Linked DNA regions of Danio rerio: regions 1 and 2 are each linked to region 3. The links are chromatin contacts, called in public Hi-C and HiChIP or PLAC-seq maps. All regions are on one chromosome and are shown on one strand. Each heading gives the region's core, a stretch centred on a gene start, on an enhancer-like site or on the middle of the called end of the contact. The rest is flanking DNA. Distances are from core to core; before and after follow the strand shown.

Region 1 (4,028 bases), core at 878-3,377, 470 kb after region 3:
TGTAAAATAACTTTTACTGTCAACATTTCCCTCTCTTCATTTGATTCCCTATGCTGGGAATACACATCCCCTAAACAGGTAGTTGGACCAACACAACTCCTTCATGTTGTCTCCTTCATGCTTAAGTTGACTTAATGGTTTACAAATTTAAGTGGACTGCACATAAAACAAATAAACTGGCTGAAGAAAAGACAAAAGTTGTGTTGTTTCATCTTATTTTAAACAGGTGGTTTGAACAAGCAGCAGTAATATTTTGTGGCGTGCACCACCCTCAATCAAATTTGGTTTTTGGCCCTTAATAAGAAAAAAGTTTGGCCACCCAGCAGGTAAAAGCTTGTCACACTATAAAAATTGCAGTGTCTTAAATTTTGTGGAATCAAATGAAATGTTCTAGTCATCTCAACTTACATTAATCAAACTGTGTTTTTAAAAACTGTGTACACTGTAAACAATGTTGGGTTTGACACAATCAATTTGTGTTGGGATAACATGAAGGAATTGAGTAAACTTAATAGTTGTTACAAATTTAAGTGGATTGAACATAAATAATTAAGTTTTCCCAACGAAATCTCAAAAATCGTGCTGCAACAAAAATATGTTTTAAGTGTATGAGCAATATTTCGGAATAAACTAACAATTTGAATGTGAATTGCCCAAAAAATCCCGTTCATTCGGACATTTGCCACTAGGTGGAGCCAAATATAAATAATAATTAAAAATAAATTTTGACATTAGTCATAGAAAACACACAATCACCTAATTAATACATAATTAATCTTCATCTTCTGCAAGAATTAATACGTTTGAAGTGTCAGAGACTTCAATGTATGTCTGAACAATCATCATCACAATAAAAGCAATTTTCAAAATTAACATCTTTGCTGCTCATTTTTCTTTTTCGATTTTCTTTGAGCACAGCTGCACAACAGGAGCTTATTCTTTTACATGTTCACATTTATATGGAGAGGAAAAACTAATGTCAAAATGACCAAAACTACAGTTCTACTACTGTACCTTGAGTTAATTTGACCTCAAAGACACACAATCCCAAAGGACCCTGTGACCAGTGAGGCTACAATCAAACAAATATATTCATTCAGTGTATATAACATTCAATATGAACTGGAAAGGTCATTAGGTTATCTTCAGTATGCAATAAAATGTGTTGAACAACTCTTTATTCACACTTCAGTCAAAATTAAAGAACAAATCAAATAAAAATCTAATAAAGGAAATCTGCAAGTTTATAATTTTTTTTGTAGTAGAAAAGGGTGCTTTCCAATGGTTCAAAAAGAGGTAATTCACCTTATTTTTTCTGTTTTGTTATTCTGATATCATTTACCCACCCTCCACTTGTTATAAAATTGTATATTCTTCTTTTCTTTGTTGAACACAAAATTATATATTTTTTTTATTCCTGTTGTGCCACAGAAGTTTGCTTAATTGCATGATCATATCTAAACACTAGAGGACGCTATTCAACTCAAAACTGACTGGTGATGAAATGGAAATGAAAGTACTATCTTTTTAGGCAATGCATAGGCTTTTTTGTTCAAAATATAGACTATCTCTTGTGTGATTGTGTGACTTCAGACTGTTTTTTTTATAATCACAATTTGCAGACAGAGTAATTTAGTCAACAGTGGGTTGATTGACAGGGATCAGTCATGGTTACTCTTCAGCACCACGGACAGCGCCTCGTTTACCTTAAATGACTCCATACTGGCGATTTTCCTGGCTGATTATTTTACGTCCACATAGCTACTTCAAAATGTAATGTCTCATTTATTAGGCCAAGCCAATTAGCTAGAAATTTGAAAAAGAAGCCATCTATACTGCCAGTGTTTTTCAGCATGTGCTCGGTGGTTGCTATTTGAATAGGATGTATTTATTGCCCATTCATATGTATCTCTAGCAAATTAATTTACTTAATTATTTATAAATCTTTATTACAAAGAATATAATACATCTGAATATAGGCTACATCGACTTAATCGTTGCCGAAGTCATCGAGCTTACAGCTGATTGGCTGGCGTTTGCAAACGATTTAAGATGACGTGCAGCTTCACTGTAGACATGCAGCCTCAAGCCGTTGCGGCGCGACGCGTCGCGAGGCGTCATCCTATCGGCCGCTGCCAGTAGACTCGATGTCAGAATCGCCCCGTTCTCCATAAAGACGGACCCACCGTTTGTGTCACCGGAGGTTTCGCCAAAACAAGAACGCAGACAAGACGGCTACGTGCTTCGTCGCGATCTCCACAACAAACTGGACGCGTGCGTATAAGCTGTTATTTGTGTTTTGATGAAACGTCTTGGGTTGTTTTCGGCCTACACGACCGCGATTTTCAGATCAATGGAGACGGATACGTGTTTATTAGGGTGCCTTTTCTTCGACATTTCATGGATTACTCAGCAGCTCCATTTTTGAAGAATCAAGAACCGCACGACGCCGAAACGATGCGCGCGATGTCTTGGATCACCAAACGGCTAGAGGTACGGTCATATAAAAAACTCAACTGAGTGTTATCGACTAATATTTTGTTCATCAAACTGGGGGACCAGGACTGCTTAATGTCGGATTACAAAGCCCAGGCTGGGTTGTGCTTGCACAGATGGCGAACACAAGTGAACCAGGGGGAAGCAACCCCTCGCTCCAGAATTATGCCATCACTGCGTCTGCGGTCAAACTGGCGTCTTTGGGTCTCATCACCTGCATCAGCCTGCTCGGGAATAGCGTGCTGTCCGTGCTGGTGCTGAAAGACAGCTCGCTCCACAAGGCTCCATATTACTTCCTCCTCGACCTGTGCGTGGCAGACATCATCCGCTCGGCTGTGTGCTTCCCGTTCGTGATGATCTCCATCAACAGCGGCTCTGTATGGAGCTACAGCTACATCAGCTGCAAGATCATCGCCTTCATGGCCGTCCTGTTCTGCTTCCACATCGCGTTCCTCCTGTTCTGCGTCAGCGTAACGCGCTACATGGCCATCGCGCACCACCGCTTCTACTCCAAACGCATGACGCTGTGGACATGCGTCGCGGTGATATGTATGGTTTGGACGCTGTCGGTCGCGATGGCATTTCCCCCGGTCTTCGATGTCGGGACTTACAAATTCATCCGGGAGGAAGAGCAGTGCATATTCGAGCACAGATACGTGAAAGCCAACGACACGCTGGGCTTCATGCTCATGCTGGCCGTGATCGTGGCCACGACCCACGTCGTGTATGTCAAAATGCTGTGTTTTGTTTACGACCACCGAAAAATGAAGCCGGCGCAGCTGGTTCCGGCTATCAGCCAGAACTGGACCTTTCACGGGCCGGGCGCGACGGGACAGGCCGCTGCCAACTGGATCGCGGGCTTTGGACGCGGTCCGACGCCGCCGACGTTAGTGGGCATCAGGCAGGCGGCACACAACGCCAACAGGAGGCTGCTCGTGCTGGACGAGTTCAAGATGGAGAAACGGATAGGAAAGATGTATTACATGATCACCCTGGCGTTTCTGCTCTTCTGGGCGCCCTACATCGTGTCGTGTTACATCCGGGTGTTTGTAAAGGGAAACGCGCTTCCTCAGGTGTACCTGTCCGCGGCTGTGTGGTTGACTTTCGCCCAGGCCGGAGCCAATCCCATCATCTGTTTCATCTTCAACAAGGAGCTGAGAATGAGATTCAGAGCCTGTCTGCCGTGTTGCCTGACCACACAAACACCCATGGAGCCCTATTGTGTGATTTGAAGTGTTTTACTCTCTTGTTCACTCTCTTGTCTGCTTGGTAATATACGGTGGCCCCAAAAAGTACAACAGACTCGGGGAGTGTTTAAAAGGATGTTGATTTAATATTTCCATATCTGTTTTAAAATATAGCAGATTATAAAATGGTGACACTTCTCTCAATTCAAGTGAAGCACAAAGAGTGCCACTTAAGCCAAAGTTAACATGAATCAAATGCTTTAACTCTGTCATTCATTTAGAATGAGTCATTGTAATGGCAAAGGGAAAATGTTTAATTTACAATGTAATAAATATATATGAAGG
Region 2 (3,934 bases), core at 739-3,238, 450 kb after region 3:
TTGGGTTTGGAGCATCTAAATTCAGGATGTAAATAACAGGAGAGGAAGAAAATGCAAACTACAGAATGGCTATGCTTTCAATGTTACTTTGACCATTGAGTTTTTTGCTACTTCCTTATTTAAGTCTTTGCTGTTTGTTTTGATTACTTTTATTGCAATATTTTGGTGGCTAAAGTAAAATGGGGTTTTAACTGAACATAGTGGCTTACTGCTCACATAATGTCAGGCCCTTGGAAATTAATTATTTTACCAATATATATATTTTTTTCAGTGAACATATTCCTGCATTACATACTGTACTTACAAGTCACCTTTTCTATTATTTATTTTTAAGATCTTTTTTATCCTCATTAAGAATTCATTAATATTATAATTGTTAGGAAACTCGATGTAAAAAGTTCAAACACGCAGACCAGTTGTGTAATAAATGCTTAAACTAAATGATTATTAGCAATAGTAATACTTTCTGTAGTGCATTTCATTGCACCATAGTAATAACTTACTGTTGATTTCTTAAAATTAAACTATTAATATGACAGGTGGTTGTGAATTGTCCATCACATTCTTTTTCAGTCAAAAACTTATTAACATTAGCACAGTACCATTTCATTTTGTTTTTAAAAATAATGTAATCTTCATTGTTTAGAATTAAGGAATAGGTGCTGGAAATTTTCAATCAGGTTTACATCAGGACTCTGGTCTTCCCTTTTAATTATTTCAATGTTTTCATCTTTAAGGAACTGCTTTGCTCATTTGCTTGGTTACAGGAGGCTCATTGTCCTGACTGAAAATTGCTGGCCGATTGGGTGATGAACACAGGGAGAAAACTGCAAGTGCAAATGAACCTTCTGATAAATTATTGTTGATTTCTTAAAATAAAACATCAGTATGACAGGTGGTTGTGAATTGTCTGTGTATACATAACATTCATAATATAACAATATGACAATAAATGTAAAACATAGTTTAATAAGTGCATTAGGGCTGCACAATATATCAATTCAGCATCTATATCATAATGTGAGCATCCGCTATCATCACATTGTATAGATACGTTGGGATTATAGCTGCCCAAGAGACACACTTCAGAACACAAAATTTAAGTCACTGCAGAGTTTAACTATAATGAAGTGAAATGTTGTAATTTGTATGTTTTTAAGACTTAGGAGAGGTGCTCAGGCACAATACATTCAATTGGAAGTTTAATATAGAATACTTGTAATAAAAATTATTTATAGAGTAAAGACTTTGAGAGTCATTTTTACATTTAGATTACCATAAATCATACACTGTTTCACTTGTATCCTTGCTTTATTGTATATACCAACACTCACTATTACCTAGTTTTGTATTAGCATGCATGTTGAGATATTGGCTTCTTACTTATAAAGTACATAATCTGCAAGAGTTTATTCTACATCCCTAACCAAATATCTAAACTACCATAATTCTTATTAATAAGGATTAAATTAGAAGTTTATGAAAGCAAAACTCATAGTTAATGGTTAAAAATGTTAACAAAGAGAATTGTTTCACCAAATGATTGAATAGCCCCATTTGGAAAGAAATTGTATGGTATGGACACAGTATATCGCAACATATATTGCAGGAAAAAAATATCAAAATGTTAAATTTTACCAATATCACGCAGCTTTAATTTGAACTAATTCTGTTTTTAAGAATTCTGGGATTACATTTTTTTTTTGTATCTCAGAAATTATAGGGCTTCTATTGCTAATACACCTTACATGCAATAATATAAATTACAGATGATAAACTCAAATTACAGGTAAATATAGTTTGATATATAAATGGTGACTAAACCATTTAAAAATACATATATTGAAACAATCATTTAAAATAATGCAAGTGGTCACTATTTTTTTTGACCATGTCACAAAAAAGTATAGAGTTTCTTACTGTTTCAAGAGGTGACGGAACAGATGATTGTAGACTCTACAATTAAATTCCTTTGGTCTCGTTGAGGTATCTAAAAACACATATATATTCATTATCAATCAGTGTTGCATGACTTATGAATATGAATTATCAAGACTTTCCTATTATTCAAATAACAAATGAAAAAGCCTCTTCAATCTAAAGTCGGTTCATCCATTTCTCGTTAATCAAAGATTAATTTGTTCTAACAATTACACTAAATCATAGAAAACAAAAAAAAAGAGTACTATAACCAATAAACTAAGTGATAAACCCTCCTGAAAGTATCCATTCAATCACTGTAAACAATTGCATATCGAGTTCACAGAAATGCACTCAAAATTCCCATCACGCTGCTCTATGATATTAAATCAAAAGATTGATTCTCTCAATATCCAGCTTTGAAGTTCACTCGGCATTGGCCAATTGATCAATCCACGCTTCAGAAGATCGTACATTATGCTCATTCATAACATCAAAATGCTTTTAGAGAAATATCCAGTAATCCCCAAGTACATTTCTCAGGCTTCTTTCTCAACACTTGCACTAGGAAAACAAAGAACCAACAAATGGTGCTTTATTGTTAGAACAGTTTTTAGAGGCTTGGATATCACCACCTGTTTGCCTCAGTATTACGCATTTGTAAAAAGACAACGCTTTAATTTTTGTCTGGCAATTTCTAAACCTGAAACAATGTTCTCATGGAATTTCATAATTATAACAGCAAGTACACAACACAAAAATCATGACAGGGTTAATAAAAAATCTACGAGGATCTTCTTTCAAACAGCATCTTGAGGTGAGGTGACAATGACTCAAACTGATTCACTTTTAGTCGGTTTCTTAAAGCGGTGAGCAAAAAAGGCTGTACGTGCCCACTTTCATGTGAACGAGGCAGGATTGCTGCCGAGTTAAGCGTTTAAGATAATTACCGTGCTTTTATAATGATCCGTCCAATAAGGCCTTACATATATCAAATAAACAAGCAACAACACGTCAATTAAGACCACCCGAATTGCTTCGAAGTTCAAACCAGCAAATAGGCCACATTTTGGTATAAACACACATACAGATGTAAACAGAAGATCAAAGAAAACTTCCATCGGTTATTCCTCCTTTGAATTCATTTGAACATTCAATTGAAAAAAAAAAAAAAAAACAAGAAACCTTCTTGCAAAAACTAATTAACATGCATGCTATGATAAGGTAATTAGTACTCGAGCCGTTTTCCTGATTAAACATACTCTAATTGAGAGCACGCTGCTATTGAGAGGGAGGAAAAACTCTATTCCCTTGGAGGGCACTTAAACGGTGTCCCTTTTACAAACACGTAAGCAGAGACAAAACACATGTTAATTAACAGTCAACAATATTGGCCACTTCTCTAACTTCTCTTTTTAACAATACATTTTAAGGAATACTTTCAACACAATGTCCTTAAGATGCAACTCTTATAAGTTGGTAAGTCTATTAAGAGCAAAGATAATAATTTTAAATATACATAAATTAAAATATATAAATAATTTTGCTGTTTTTTTAGGTTTGGGTTTGAGTAAATGGTAATTTTTTATTCACTAAAAATCTGATTTCTTCCAACATTTCTTCTAAATGCCAAGTAAAATTATTGTCTTTGGGTTCGTTTTGAATTTTTTCATTCATTTGATTCAAATTCAGGGTCACACCACCAACCACATATATCTCCCTCTGTATTCTTTAACCTATATAGTAGACATTCATTATGTTTGCTGTGGATCCAGTGAAAATGTTTGCAGGACAAGTGAAGAACTGAACTACTGGCCTGATAAAAAACATATATCCTTATTGTTGAGCTTTAGCAGATGATGGAAGGGCAACACATTTCCATGAAAATTGTTTTGTCAGGGTGAAATATGGATCTGAGATCATAGCAAAGTCAAGAGCAATGTGAATGTACTAAAGCCCTCATGATGAGGCATCCAGCCATGTTTATACATTTATCATCTGTTATTTGATGAAG
Region 3 (3,738 bases), core at 113-2,612:
TTGAGGCTCATCAAGCAGGAGGAGCTTGCGCGAGAAACTTATGAAAGTTTCTCCCTCTCCAAAACCCGCTGTCTCTCACTAAACTTGAACTTGCATAACTCATCTTCACTATAAGATTAGTAGCGATGGCCTCACGTGCACGAAACACCCGGAGGCGAGTGTTATGAAATATGGCGTTAGGTGAGCTATATAATCAACGGTTAATGTTATGTATTACGCGATTATGCAAAAAAAAAAAGATAATAATAATAAAATAAATAAACAAACAAATAAACAATACCACACACACATATTTAAACGATTTATCTTGTACCAAAGTGTACTACTTTCATTAAATAGTCTGAATGTGCTTTAAAGACAGAAGCTTTTTGTTCAATATCATTGTTTAAAAGAATGCCATCACAGTTATATGATAGTAGAGCTATTTACTATTTATTTCTAAGTTGCAATGGTAATCATCCATTGTAAAGATGACTCATTTTTAAAATCCCAATTTTAGACAGTTTGAATCTAAATCAAATAAATCAAAGAAAAAACACAATAAAGTAAATAATTAACATGATTATAAATGGAAATAAACAATAATAAAACAAGACAAAGGAAAGACATTTTAGGTGTGAAGTAAAGCTGGTTAAACTGGTTTGACTGTTTGATAAGCAACCACATGCACTGCAAACTCGGAGCACATCTCAGTTTTCATATCTAGCCTATATAGCCTAATATTTACTCACCCCTATAACTAGATTACCCACAGCATGCTTAGATAAGTACACTGTAATTGTAACTACTGCATGTACTGTAAAGTCCTTTTTTAATTGCAGTTGCAGTTATGCTCTATGACAGTGTTTTGATTTTAAAGAGTAAATTGTGCGGTGGAGAATGGTGTTATGTACTTTTGGATTTTATTGGAAGTCATGCGTACTGAAAAAAAATCATTTGATTTTTTTTATTGCATGCCTTTGCATGTCATATACTGTAGACTTCATCTGATCTTTGGAATTGCTTGAGGTCAAGTTTCTATTTTTACTCACAACTATTAATCTCTAACATTACTTTCATTCCATTTTCAACTATAAACAGAAACATAGATTAAATATCTAAAGAATAAAGTTATATGCACACAAACAAAGCCTAGGCTATAGCTTCACAAGGTGTAGCCTTTAAGATTAATATGTATTGATGAAAACCCTGTCTTAGACAGTCAAATGAGCCAAACCTTGTTCCTCATGATTTAAAAAAAATATTTAGCAATCATTAACATATTTGACAGAGCAGGTTGAGATAACGTGACCTCAGTGGGGCACTGCGCCCGGGTCACTGCGACCCGGGTGACCCATACACAGTTACATAGTCAGTGCGCTGCGCGCGCACACGTGGCAGGCAGCTATAGAAGCGGAGCAATGCACTCAAGGCGAAATCGTTACCTTGTGTAAGTTTGTGACGCGCTCCTTTGCATAAACTGTACATGTAGGGTGGGTTTGCTCAACGGGGAACACGGCCAACACAACTAAGCCCTCCCTACTCTAACTACACGGATTCGCCATGCAGACAGCAAAAGGTAGGAATGTTTACGTGGGTCTGTTGGAGCTCGCTAAATGACAAACCAAACCGCAGTTTTCTGAAATAACGTCTGTTTTGCTTGCTGGAGCAGTGCTAACGCGTGCTTAATATTGTCTCATAAATCTAGCTGAGACTTACTATCAGGACAGCCAAAAATAACTTCACAAAGTCACGAGTGGGATTCCAGTCTGGGTTAGTGTTGCTGAACTCGGTCAGAGTACTCCTAATATCAACACGACACGGTTAATAAATTACTTTAGAACACAATAAAAACGAAAACATGTCATGCGATGATCGTGTTAAACTGTTGTGTTTATGTGTGGAACATTAGAGCTCCTCCTGCCGTCAATGCAATTCGCTTCAATCCAGGGAATGAAACAGAACCGTTGCTGAAAACACACTGTTGCAGTCAGAATTATTAACCCACTCCCCCCGAATTATACCCCCCCCCCCCGTTTATTTTTAGTTTTTTTTTTCTCAACACATTTTAAAAATAATAGTTTTAATAACTCATTTCAAATAACTGATTTATTTTATCTTTGCCATGATGACAGTAAATAATATTTTACTAGATTTTTCAAGACACTTCTGTGCAGCTTAAAGTGACATTTTAAAGGCTTAACTGGGTTAATTAGGTGAACTAGGCAGGATAGGCAAGTTATTGTATAATGATGGTTTGTTTTGTAGACTATCGAAAAAATATATAGCTTAAAGGGGCTAATAGTTCTGTCCTTGAATTTTTTTTAAAATTAAAAACAAATAAGACTTTCTCCAGAAGAAAAAAATATTATCAGATATACTGTGAAAATGTCCTCGCTCTGTTGAACATCATTTGGGAAATATATTTTTTTTAAAAAAAGAAAGAAATTCAAAGGGGGTTTAATAATTTGGATTGCAACTGTACATACATGAATATTCTTTATGTATATATTAAAATGTTAAAAAAATGTTTTAATTAAAAATCTGAAAGCAGCAGTCTGGTTTCCATATGATCTGTATTTAATTAAATGTATAAACGTTTTATATTCGTAATATTCACATATGAAAACAGGAATGCATTAATTAATTACAAATTTACAAAAAACAAATTGTTATTTTAATAGTACAATTAGTGCAGAAAAAGTATTTTACACATGAGGCTGCGCAGAAAATTCCACAGAGTTATTGAGAAACAGTAGAGGTCTTTAGCTCCACCCAATGCATTGATCTCACAAAATGCACATGCACTATCCACAGACCTCTCTTTTTAAAGCTTTATTTTTAAATTATTAATAAAAAAATACAATTAAAAAAATGTAAATGACCTGTGTGTCATACACTGGATTGACGATTAACATGATACAGTATAACATAGAGCCTATAAAAAAGTTATACACTCCTAAAATTCAAGTTACTGGAGCAAAGATGCCTAGTATATGTATTTGTTTCATGATCGAGAGTTCAATTACAAACCAGTGCAGATACTTTTATAACAACTTAAGCTGTTGGTCAGTTTAGAACAATACTACTGATAATCACTGATATATTTGACTAGAATGATTTATATTTTTAAGAATGTAATACATTTTATTTGCACCTCAGCTCTAGCTCAATGCTCTACTGTCAAATTTGCAATTCCATAGAGCATGCATGTAATAATATTAGTCACTGGAATTTAGACATGCCAATATTCAATATATTGTGATTATAAACATGCACTGAATATATTGTGAACAGTTCAAAATATTGTGCATAATTATTAATTATTATGATGATAATCATGTTAAAAGCTTCTGCCGTTAATAGCAGCAAGAAAATTAGATAGCAGGAAAAGCCTACTGGACTAACACCTCTAACCGCACAATGACAATCTAGTTATTTACTTTCTGAATATTAGTTTCAGACACTCCTGTGGAGTTCATCGTTGAACACCTGCTGAAGGCAAAAGAGATCGCAGAGAATCATGCAAGTATTCCAGTCGAACTTCGGGATAATCTTCAGAAGGCTTTGGACATCGCTAGTGGACTAGACGAATACCTTGAACAACTGAGCAGCAAGGAGAGTGAACCGTTGACTGAGTTGTATAGGTAACTTACTATTCCCCTGAGATATATAGTGTGGGTTAAAGATCCTTAATATATGTTTGTGTTTAAACAGTTTTTAATAGTGTTTAAATAGTGCTGTTAGCATGCATTATAT

What was found. Hi-C and Micro-C count contacts between places; a contact is called where the count stands out from the background. HiChIP or PLAC-seq counts read pairs in DNA pulled down with a chosen protein or histone mark.
Region 1: an H3K4me3 HiChIP or PLAC-seq map of embryo shows a contact between it and region 3, with 10 times the contacts expected there. The contact joins the promoter of gpr27 here to the promoter of zgc:113054 in region 3. A contact is called at or near these places in 5 of 18 Hi-C or Micro-C datasets (caudal fin, embryo, hematopoietic stem cells and 1 more) and 2 of 4 datasets of contacts at active chromatin or transcription factors (caudal fin and embryo).
Region 2: a Hi-C map of fibroblasts shows a contact between it and region 3, with 5 times the contacts expected there. The contact joins the promoter of foxp1b here to the promoter of zgc:113054 in region 3. A contact is called at or near these places in 6 of 18 Hi-C or Micro-C datasets (caudal fin, embryo, fibroblasts and 1 more) and 1 of 4 datasets of contacts at active chromatin or transcription factors (caudal fin).

Annotation. Positions count from the first base shown.
Region 1 is chr6:46,420,075-46,424,102 of GRCz12tu, forward strand. gpr27 (G protein-coupled receptor 27) reads left to right here and starts at 2,128. Exons shown (of 1, transcript NM_001114434.1): 1 at 2,128-4,028. The coding sequence starts at 2,613. The coding sequence ends at 3,728.
Region 2 is chr6:46,399,995-46,403,928 of GRCz12tu, forward strand. foxp1b (forkhead box P1b) reads right to left here and starts at 1,989. Exons shown (of 20, transcript NM_001039637.1): 1 at 1,921-1,989.
Region 3 is chr6:45,955,500-45,959,237 of GRCz12tu, forward strand. It overlaps zgc:113054, which reads left to right and starts at 1,363. Exons shown (of 11, transcript NM_001013450.1): 1 at 1,363-1,558; 2 at 3,437-3,626. The coding sequence starts at 1,543. It overlaps eevs (2-epi-5-epi-valiolone synthase), which reads right to left and starts at 1,351. Exons shown (of 5, transcript XM_001343386.9): 1 at 1-1,351.